Regions from separate parts of the Mus musculus genome. Here regions 1 and 2 are each linked to region 3. The links are chromatin contacts, called in public HiChIP or PLAC-seq maps. All regions are on one chromosome and are shown on one strand. The core of a region is the stretch at or near the end of the contact, and the rest is flanking DNA. Distances in the headings are between cores, read along the strand shown. Region 1 has its middle 32 kb from the start of Gm24434. Region 2 overlaps Dock4 (dedicator of cytokinesis 4). Region 3 holds the start of Ifrd1 (interferon-related developmental regulator 1).

Region 1 (3,160 bases), core at 224-2,723, 570 kb after region 3:
TCTATTATTTCTTCAGTGTCTGGAGTTTCTTCATTTTTAAATTGCTGCAATCAGATTTCCAGGACCAAGCCTTGTAGGATATGGAAAATTAGTTTTCGTAATACATCACTAGTATTACAGGGGCTTGAGTAAATGAGAAAATTAGAGGTGTGAAAATTAGCCTATATTTCCAAACTTATCTACCTATCATGTGTTTATTCTCTATCACCTACTTAACTATCATCTATGTAGCTATCATTTACCCAGCTTTTTTACGTATGTATGTATGTATGTATGATCTTATCTATTTATCCACTTATCTATCAAATATCTGTTATCTATCTGTCTATCTGTCTGTCTATCTATCTATCTATCTATCTATCTATCTATCTATCTATCATCTATCCTCTCTCTAATCTATCATCTATTTGCATTCAACCTTCTAGACGCATACAGTATATTTATTGTAATTGTCTTAAGCTTATTTGGTAAGTAGTTTAATTTAGTTGTACTTTTTAAAGAAAAGAAAAGCTGTGTTCTAAAACCATCTTTTGAAGAATTTATAATTCCAGTTGGAATATGAGCCTTCAGATTTGAATTTGCTTAAGCTTCCTTTTCTAGTTCCACTTAACTCTATAGTGAAGTTTTATTATAAAATATATAAAAACACTGTGTTGGTTTGAGTAGGTCTGGCCTCCTGAAATTCATGTGTTTGAATGCTTGACCATAGGGAGTGGCAGTATCAGGAGGTGTGACTTTACTGGAGAAGTTATGGCCTTGTTGAAGAAAGTGTGTTGCTGTGAGGGTGGGCTTTAAGGTCTCTTAAGTTCAAGCTCTGCTTAGCGTGGAACACAGTCTCCTTCGCCTGCCTTTGGCACAAGATTTAGAATTCTCAGCTTCTCTAGAACCATGGGTGCCTGCATGCTGTCATGCTTCCTGCCATGACAGACTAAACCTCTGAAACTGTAAGCCAGTCCCAATTCAATGTTTTCTTTGATAAGAGATGCCATGGACATGGTGTCTCCTCACAGCACGAAACCCTAAGACAAACACTTTGATCTTTTAGATTATTTTTATAAGCTTTAGAACAGAGACACACTGAACACATTTTCATTTGTTTCTTACAGAGAAATATATTAAAGTTTTCCATATAGACTATTTACTAATGACATATTTCTCTGTACTTAAAATGTTTGTTGGAATATGATATTTATTGAAGATCTGACATTCCAATACTGTTGCCTCATGCTTGTAAAAAGTCTGGGACTTATTCAATGTGTTCTGTGATTTCTATTATCATTCATCCAGTCAGTACAGATGGGATAATGCATGCCCTAGTGAAGGGTGGCTGAATAATGATGCTTTCTGCAATGAACATTTTAAAAACATGCCTATTTTAGTTCTTGAGGTTATTATTTTTTTCTCCTCTTTCCTTCCTCCAAGGCATGCCTCATTGCTCTCCTTCAAGTTCACGCCTCTTTAGATAACCTATTGGTGTACTCTTTCTGACTCTTTCTCACAGTCACAGCATTTCTTAGCTGCCTGTAGGTCTTTGTGTAGGTTTGAGGTCACTTGGTCTTTCCCTGTCTTTGTTAGCTTGTGTATTGCTGTGATCCTTGTTTAGCTGATGGTTAGGCAGTCATGTTGATGGGAGTTTATAGATGTAGGAACTACCATTCCTAGGAGACACAATCTCATGACAAATTCTCTATTTCTTTGGTTCTTATAATTGTTTCATCCTCTCTTCTGCAATGTTTCCTGAGCCTTAGTTGAAGGAGTGCTTTGTAAATGTATTCTTCGGGACAGAGTTTGACTGGTTTTGGTTTTCTGCATTGGACTCAGAATATTGCAAAGAAAGGTTTCCTTGACCAGGGCTGAGGACTACACTTATCTGCAGGTACAAGGATATATTTTTATAATATAATTAGATGGTATCCTCTTCACTTGTTCTTTCTCCCAATGGCCTTATACATCTCCCTTTTCCCCCCTCCAAAATCCCAAAGCCAATGACCATCGGAAAACAAGAATATTTATAAATATGCTTAAAAATCTGAAGTATTTGTAGCACTTGGAGAACAGATGTGCTAAAGGACACAGGGTTTTTAAGAAGCAAGCTCTAAATCTTTTACAGCACCTGCTCTACACAGTGTTGTCAATGTTTTCCTATGGCCCAAAGGCGGTTTACTGTACTTTAAGCTTCAATGTCTTCATTTGAGAATTGAGACATTAATAACAATAAACTCAATGAAGTGTGGGCAAGAAGTAAAGATGGTAAAAGATAACTTTTTTGGCATCCAAAAATTCCTTAATCATTAAATAAATTAGCTTGAAAACCTTCACTAATTAAGGTACTCTTGACTAGTTCGCCCAGAATGTTTTAGTTATGATCTAAGTCTACTCAGGCTGAAAGTCTAGAGCAGTGTAGATATGAAAAGCATGTTAAAGGATAAGATATTTTATAATCTGAAGTGTTCGTGCCTTTGGCTATGAAAATGACAGTGGGCTGTAACTCAGAGGATTTATCATGGAGGCTTAAGTGAATCTTATAATTAAGCTTTCACTATTCCATTCTGTGTTGTTACTTCAGGAATCGATTAAAGAACCAGATCAAGGGCTGGAGAGATGATTCCATGGTTAACATCACTTCTTGCAGAGGACCCAGGACTCACATGGGCTCCAAATACCTGCTTCTGGAATCTGTAGATACCAGCACTCAGGTGGTGTACAAATGTATGTGCAGGCAAACATTTGTGCACAGAAAATAAAAAATTAAATATTTTAATTTAAAAGACCCAGTTTCAAGAAAATGCTTATAATTTTTTCTAGTAATGGGACCATCAATACTTGTATTGAAACAAAGTATTTTGAGGGAGATGGCTTGGTTGGGATATCATTTATCACATAACCAGGACAATCTAAATTTGAGTCCTTCTGTGTACTTGAAAGCTGGGTATATTTTGTAATCGCAGCACTTGGGCGCTGAAGAGGGAAAGATCCCTGGGAATTGTTGGCCAGCGAGCCAAGTGTACTTGGTGAGCTCAAGGCTTAGTGAGAGACCCTGTTTTAAGTAATAAAGTGGAGACCGATTAAGGAAACTGATGTCAAATTCATATTCCACATTCACATATGTGATCCCTGTTACACACATGTGCATTTACAAATATCCTAAAATACTGATAAA
Region 2 (3,196 bases), core at 211-2,710, 570 kb before region 3:
TGTATTAAGTTTTAATGTTTCTTGTTTATGTTTAAAACACAAACCAGAGAATTTTATGTCTGCTTATTATCATGGAATGGGTTTACTGGAAATATTAAATTAAATAACCTTACTTATTTATTTATTTATTTACAAATCTGAATTTTACTAAAATTCTCTAAAATATTTTACCAAGTTTTATAAAACTCCAGTGTTTACTACCTGGATATACAAGCTGCAGGTACATTATGCAGTCCCTGCTTCAGACACATGAGATGATAACGTATTGTTGTTGGAGCTGATGCTACTTAGGATATGAAGGACACAGGCTAGTGCGGGAGGGGGCAGAGGGGGACGGACAGCTATGCACTTGAAAGAGTGACAAGTTTCTGAAACAGAAAATGCCAGGAATCTTATAGGTGTCCTTAGCTGATGAGTCAGTCAGGAACCTAATGATCAACTCTCAAAGGCGCTGTCTGCCCATTATCTGACTCGTGTGCATTCTTGAACCCAAGGACTCATATACTGTGTGGGCACTGACGCTAACTTGAATGCATTATTATTTCCAATCCATAACATTGGCTCTCTCCTTGCCTTTCATTTCCTGTGGATCCTGGCAGTCTTTAAAAGCCAAGTAAACAATGCTACTCAAACCTCCCTCATTATCATCAAAATCATTTTAATTAGCAAGAATTGTACCATAAACACAATCTAACAGCCCCACAGCAGGTTTTACATTATTAAAGGACGATCTGTTCTAATAGCTTTCTGTTAAGAAGCTGCTGCGTTCTTTCAGAACAAAAATAAGCGATCACTTTGTAAATGAATATTCCTCCTTAAAAAAAAAAAAAAAAAAACAACCAACCAAAGCCCGACATCTCCCCAGCTGGCAGATGACAATCTCTCACATATGTCTGCTAAAAACTGTAACACAGAGAACAAAATAATAATTATAATTCCTCCTGTTAGTCATGTCAAATAGTGTGCACTGTCACCAACTGTGAGTTAAGCTCTGACCGAACACCAGCAGTTAGAGGCCCCCTGGCAGGATCTGCTGCTGACCTCACAGGGAGGTAGTGACGGGAGCCATATTGCCACTAGCAAACATCCAAAACTTTCCATTTAGAGTAGGAGCTAAAGAGATTAGCTTCAATGTGATAAAGCTGGGTTTATCACTGCTGGTTTGCAGTTGGAACAGCTTTTTCAAAATGCTCACCTTCTCTGCTCTTTGTCACACTCCAAAGCTAATGGTGTTAGGCTCAAGTAATTACAACAGGGCCCCTGATTTATGAGGTTTCCTTCTTATTCCCCATAGAAGACAAGAAGGAACACAGTGCAAACTAGTCATTCCTTTACCAAAGGAAAGGGCCTCTTCTGTTGGCCCAGCCGAGGAGATAAGCCGAGGGGGCTGCATTACTATGTTCATCTCCAAAGAGAAGGAACTGGGAGAGGAGATGAGGGTGGCAGGGCTCCTTAGGAAACAGGAAATGTTTCTGCTCTGAGGTTATACGAGCGTTTGTGCCTGGGCTGAGGATTCAAACCGAAGCTCACAGAGCACACGACATATAAGCAAGGACGTGGAAAGGGGTGAGGGTCCTGATTGTGATGGCAGAGAGACGAAAAATACTGAGGAGCTGGAAGGCTGGACAGAGGGAAGGACTGTGCCGAGCCGAGAAGGGACTGTTAGAGGAGAGGTCATGGCTAGCATAGTGGGTGGGCTGATAGCCGCTCACTGTTGGTTTTAAGGAAGAAAATTATATAAGTATGTCGGTGTGAATAAGATGCACCCTCACAGAGCATGCTTAGGGCTCGATATTTTTAGGGGCTGGTGATCGAGGTAGAGATATAACAAGTCATTAAAAAATGAGGAGGAAGAAGTGGGTGTGGTAAGGAAAGATAGGGTCATGAGCTCAGAAGTGAAAAGCAGCACAGCAAAAAATTAGGGCAACAGAAAGGTAGTGGAGTCAAAGTTGAGAGATTTGAGAAGGGACTGAAGGGATTGAGTGAAAGAAAACAGCAGCAGCAGCAGCAGCAGCAGCAAACCCGTTCGGCAGATCAAAAGTTCAAGACGCAGGCAAAGCACAGCTGCAAAAGTTTCAGGACGTAGGGCAAGAATGCCAACGACAGTACAATGTTTATAACAGACAAGGACATTTCATGTGCTCTCAGAAATACAAGAGAAAAACAAAAAACCCAGAACATTCACAGGTTTAGAACTGCAAGAGGTCACTCTTCAGTTCCAAGATGGAGGAAAGTTAGTAAAAGCATTAACTCACTAGATAGCAAAATACAATAACTAATGTCCAATGTAGGACTCATCTTTCATGATGAAATTCCAATCTACTTAATAAAAAGGGAGTGATACTTTTTTAAAAAATAAATTTTGGTTGATCTAGAGTAAATTACGATTTAGACTCCTGTCCATATAGCTATGTCATCTATGCATTGCAATGCAATTCTTTGCAATCGTGTTATTATGAATTCAATGTGCAGGGGACAGTGAGTGAAACTTAAGCATATTAAAGCAGAAAATTTTCACAGGTTAGAAAATAAGAGTTCAGTAATTGTTATGAAAACATACAAAGATTGTGAGGGAGAGGAAGAAGATGGGCAGACAGGAATAGTCAACAGAGAAATGAAGGGACTTCAATGCCGATATTGTGCTTTTCCAAGAAAAGCATCTAGACTGAGTAAGAAACTCAAGAGGGGAAGACAGCAGCACGCAGTCCCTCTGTGAGGTCTGCTCACTGCTACCAGCCCAGCCCAGCCCAGCCCAGCCCAGCCCAGCCCAGCCCAGCCCAGCCCAGCCCAGCCCAGCCCAGCCCAGCCCAGCCCAGCAGGAGTATTCTGCAATGTTCTGAGCTGAAGATTTTCTGGGCTTCATTCAACCTAAGGGTCACTATCTTCCCTTTAAAAAAAACACTTTTCCATTTTTGTAAGAAACATCCTGAAAAAGGGCACATGGAAGATTAAAAACAAACAAAACTTAGTGCTTCAGTGAAGAGCAGCAGAGGTTAGAAGGAAGGGGGAGACGGAGTCAGACACTAACCAAAAGGCTAACTGTGCAGCCAATCTTCTTGCCATCCACCTCTCCTATCTTCATGCAGTCCCTGTAAACAGAAAGCAAGAGTCACACCGGGAACTTTCTCTTGTGGGGAAAACACAGTTGTTCTTTGCTGTCTGATGTGTGGGTAGGTGAGGTATCCTCAAAGATCAG
Region 3 (3,136 bases), core at 276-2,775:
TGCTCTTCCAATCGAATCTTTGTGAACAGTCCATCTGTGATCGATCTGTAGGAACAGAGAGTGGCAGCAGAGCGTTACCAAGTCAAAGACTTGTGAGGACGAAGCTTCGTGAAGGTGATAGTGTTTGAGCTGGTCTTGATAGACAGAGATAATTCTTAAGATGAAGATGGGGGGTGGGTTAGGGCATTCATGAACAATGAAGTCAAAGTAACAAAAAGAGCCCTGTACTGGAAACGAAGACCAGTTGAGTTCAGGAGAAGAACAAGATATCTAGAAAGCAGTGAGAGAGGCTAGGTTAGGAGGACTGGCAGTCTGTGAGGTTCTGGAACAACTATAAACATAGGTGGATTAGTCAAACAAGACACTTGAGTAAATAATCAGCCTTCCTGGGCATGAAACATTGAAATGGGTGACCTGGTATGAACTGAAGCTATGTATGGCTAGAGATCAAGATACAGCCCTGAGTTTCATTTTAAAATCAATTGCTGGGGGGGGGGCACTATGAACAAACTGAATAAATTACGGTGAATAAATTACAGAATATGGGGGAAGATAATATATTAACTATTAAGAATATGGCAGTAAAGAAAAGGAGAGAAAAATTTAAGTTGGCTTAAGGTACAAGAGGGACATTAAGACGGAGAAAGACTTACTATCATCACTTGAAATAGAATGAAGCCGAGGTGAGAGGTGGAGTGCAGAGTGAGTCACTTGCACGAGTCAGTGAGTTTGTTCTGTCATATGGACAGTATAGGAACCTACTAGCAGCTCCTGAAAACAGGACTGGGTGTTGCGACACGGAAAACAGATCAACGGGAGCACCTTGAGAAAATAAACCCCTTTGCGACTGTTGATATAACTCATGTATGTTTTGCCAGCTGCGAACTTCTCATAAACTCTTATCCCAAACTGACCTCCAAACTGGCAGGTGGAATCAAGGTCACATCTTTGTAAGAAAATCTGAGACTGAATCATCAGTCTCGTTATTTGAGATATTAGTCTAGAATATGAGGTCCACGAACAATACAAGTTGAAGTAGCTGAAAGCATACTTTTTTTGGAGGGTGGGGAGCCCACGTCCCTAAACCCACAGGAGGGTATGGTTGTGCTTGGACAGGGGCCTCATATTAGCAGGGGAAAGGTTGTTACACGTGATCTTACAAGCTGACGTTCATCAAGCTGCATAACTGCCGCATGGCTCATCGCGGTGACTACCCGGGTGAATTCCAGGGCGGACGCCTCGTTGGGACGAGGTCACGACGCAATCGGACTGGGAGGAGCCCGGAGAAGGCCGCGCCCTCTCGCTAACTACATCTCCCAAAGCTCCACGCGGCCCTAAGGCATAGCAGCCCAGGCACCGAGGGCAGACTGAGGCTCTGGGAATGGGAGTCCGAATGCAGGCACCGCCCCAGTGGACGCCGCGGTGGGGAGATCTGCAGCGATTGGCCAGCGAGCGATGGAGGCCCGCCCACGCATGGTGACGACAAGCCGCCGTCTGGCTACTTAAGGCGTCGTGGTCTGGCCACCCCGCCTTCGCTCCCGCGCTAGAGAGAAACATGTATCGTTTCCGCTCGCAGCTCTTCACGGGGATTTCTGCTGCTGCTGCTGCCGCTTCTCACCCGCGCCGCTCCTCGCCTCTCTTGTTAGCCCGAGACTCGCCTCTCAGCCGCCCGCCGCACAGACGCACGAGTAGACAGTGCAGCTCCATCGGCTGATCCTCGCTGAGCTCCAAGTGTAGGCGGCACCGGGCGGCCCACGATGCCGAAGAACAAGAAGCGGAACGCTCCCCACCGCGGTGGCGGGGGTGGCGGCGGCTCCGGGGCAGCGACGTCGGCGGCCACGGCAGGTGAGGGGTGTCCCCACGCCCGGGAGCCGGCTGGCCGGCCGAACGGGAGACCCCGGCCTGGGGCGCGGTGGGACTTGTAGTTCGGTCTTCGCTTCGGACGCCCAAGTCTGCATAGCGCGTGGTACGGCTGAACTGCAGTTCCCATCATGCCCTGGGACTCGCGCTTCTTGAGCTGGCACGCGGGAGCAGTGCTGGAGCTCCGGCCCTGGGGGCGGGGAGAACTGGGACCTTGGGCCGGAGGGAGAGTCAGAATAAGGGTGACCAGGACTTGGCGTTCTTCCTAGACGTCGCTGCCTGCTGTCCGGTTCTTTATCGAGCTAGAGATGGGGCGGAGCGCCGGTGGCTTGCCGCTGTTGCGCTGCCTGTGGCGCTCCCTCCAACATGGAGTTCTCGGGAGTGTCAAACGTCCAGCGGGCTTGGACCGGCTTTTGCGTCACGAGGCCTGAGCTTTGCGTGATGGGGCCAGGGTGACGCAGAGGCACGAGTGGCTTCCATCCCGCTGTTTTCCTGCGCGTCTCGCAGGTCCTCTAAGGCGGGGTAGAGGCGTCGGAAGCCATGGCCACCGCCCCACCCTTAGCGTGGCTTCCACTCCTAACCCGGTACCTGCAGAAACCGGGAGCCCCCGCAGCCCTTGTGCTGCCAGCCTAGCGACCGCGTTCTCCTTTGTGCTGCATTCTATAGGTTCCATGCAGTGATAAGAGGTGGTGAGAAGCCGAGGTTGCAATTGGCTGGAAAGTTAGGGATAAGTTTTTTTTTTTTTTCCTTCCATGCTAAGACAAAGCTTTTTCTGGATGGTTAATTGCTGAACTGAATGTACGATTCTCTTAACATATGGTTGAGAAGAAAAAAAAATGATTGCAGCCGAAGGTCCCTTCTACAAGACTGCACACAAGACATAAGTCGAGTAGTATTGAAATGGGTAGTCATCTCACTAAGTAATTGTTAAGATTATGGAGTTGAATATTGGAATGCCCCCAGTCGTTCCACACCAAGATAATAGCCATTAGGTATTTGTTGACCTAGCTACTACTCTTTGATCATTCGAATGATATTAGAAAAGTAAATGACCAGTTTTCATGTTAAATATTGGAGACTGGCAATGCAAAAGTTTTCCTCCAGGGTCTGGAGAGCTGAAAGCTCTTGATCATGTGTTAGGTGATAACTGGCTGGGTATGGACTATTACAAATAGAAATGTATCTTTAGATATTTTTTCCCTTTCTCCTGAATGCGTGGTGAAATTCATTGTGAAGTTATGAAATACTGTTCATGTAACCTAGTTGTGGTTGAATC

The links. HiChIP or PLAC-seq counts read pairs in DNA pulled down with a chosen protein or histone mark.
Region 1: a contact with region 3 is called in an H3K4me3 HiChIP or PLAC-seq map of pro-B cells, with 2.4 times the contacts expected there. The contact joins the enhancer-like site here to the promoter of Ifrd1 in region 3. A contact is called at or near these places in 4 of 39 promoter capture datasets (the HPC-7 cell line, HPC-7-derived erythroid cells, liver and 1 more), 1 of 484 Hi-C or Micro-C datasets (the HPC-7 cell line) and 1 of 115 datasets of contacts at active chromatin or transcription factors (pro-B cells).
Region 2: an H3K4me3 HiChIP or PLAC-seq map of forebrain shows a contact between it and region 3, with 4 times the contacts expected there. The contact joins the enhancer-like site here to the promoter of Ifrd1 in region 3. A contact is called at or near these places in 7 of 39 promoter capture datasets (cranial neural crest, embryonic stem cells, frontonasal cranial neural crest and 3 more), 1 of 15 datasets of contacts at CTCF or cohesin (the NIH/3T3 cell line), 2 of 484 Hi-C or Micro-C datasets (bone marrow-derived macrophages and nephron progenitors), 23 of 115 datasets of contacts at active chromatin or transcription factors (the 230-238 cell line, the NIH/3T3 cell line, acute myeloid leukemia and 14 more) and 3 of 9 other capture datasets (adipose tissue, bone marrow-derived macrophages and pancreatic islet).

What each region holds. Positions count from the first base shown.
Region 1 is chr12:39,651,769-39,654,928 of GRCm38.p6, reverse strand. No RefSeq gene overlaps it. Among named protein-coding and RNA genes, the nearest start is that of Gm24434, 32 kb to the right of the region's middle. Within about 2 kb of position 1,473, at least 1 of the 459 cell types and tissues checked has an H3K27ac peak or open chromatin away from gene starts, as enhancers often do. A contact at or near this core is called in pro-B cells, where this site is marked.
Region 2 is chr12:40,795,530-40,798,725 of GRCm38.p6, reverse strand. It overlaps Dock4 (dedicator of cytokinesis 4), which reads right to left. Exons shown (of 53, transcript NM_172803.2): 35 at 3,029-3,089. Among named protein-coding and RNA genes, the nearest start is that of Immp2l, 230 kb to the left of the region's middle. Within about 2 kb of position 1,460, at least 27 of the 459 cell types and tissues checked have an H3K27ac peak or open chromatin away from gene starts, as enhancers often do. A contact at or near this core is called in forebrain, where this site is marked.
Region 3 is chr12:40,221,578-40,224,713 of GRCm38.p6, reverse strand. It overlaps Ifrd1 (interferon-related developmental regulator 1), which reads left to right and starts at 1,525. Exons shown (of 12, transcript NM_013562.2): 1 at 1,525-1,845. The coding sequence starts at 1,758. Mir1938 (microRNA 1938) reads left to right here and starts at 1,903; the gene lies at 1,903-2,002. Gm7008 (predicted gene 7008) reads right to left here and starts at 1,350. Exons shown (of 3, transcript NR_045157.1): 1 at 1,161-1,350; 2 at 1-45.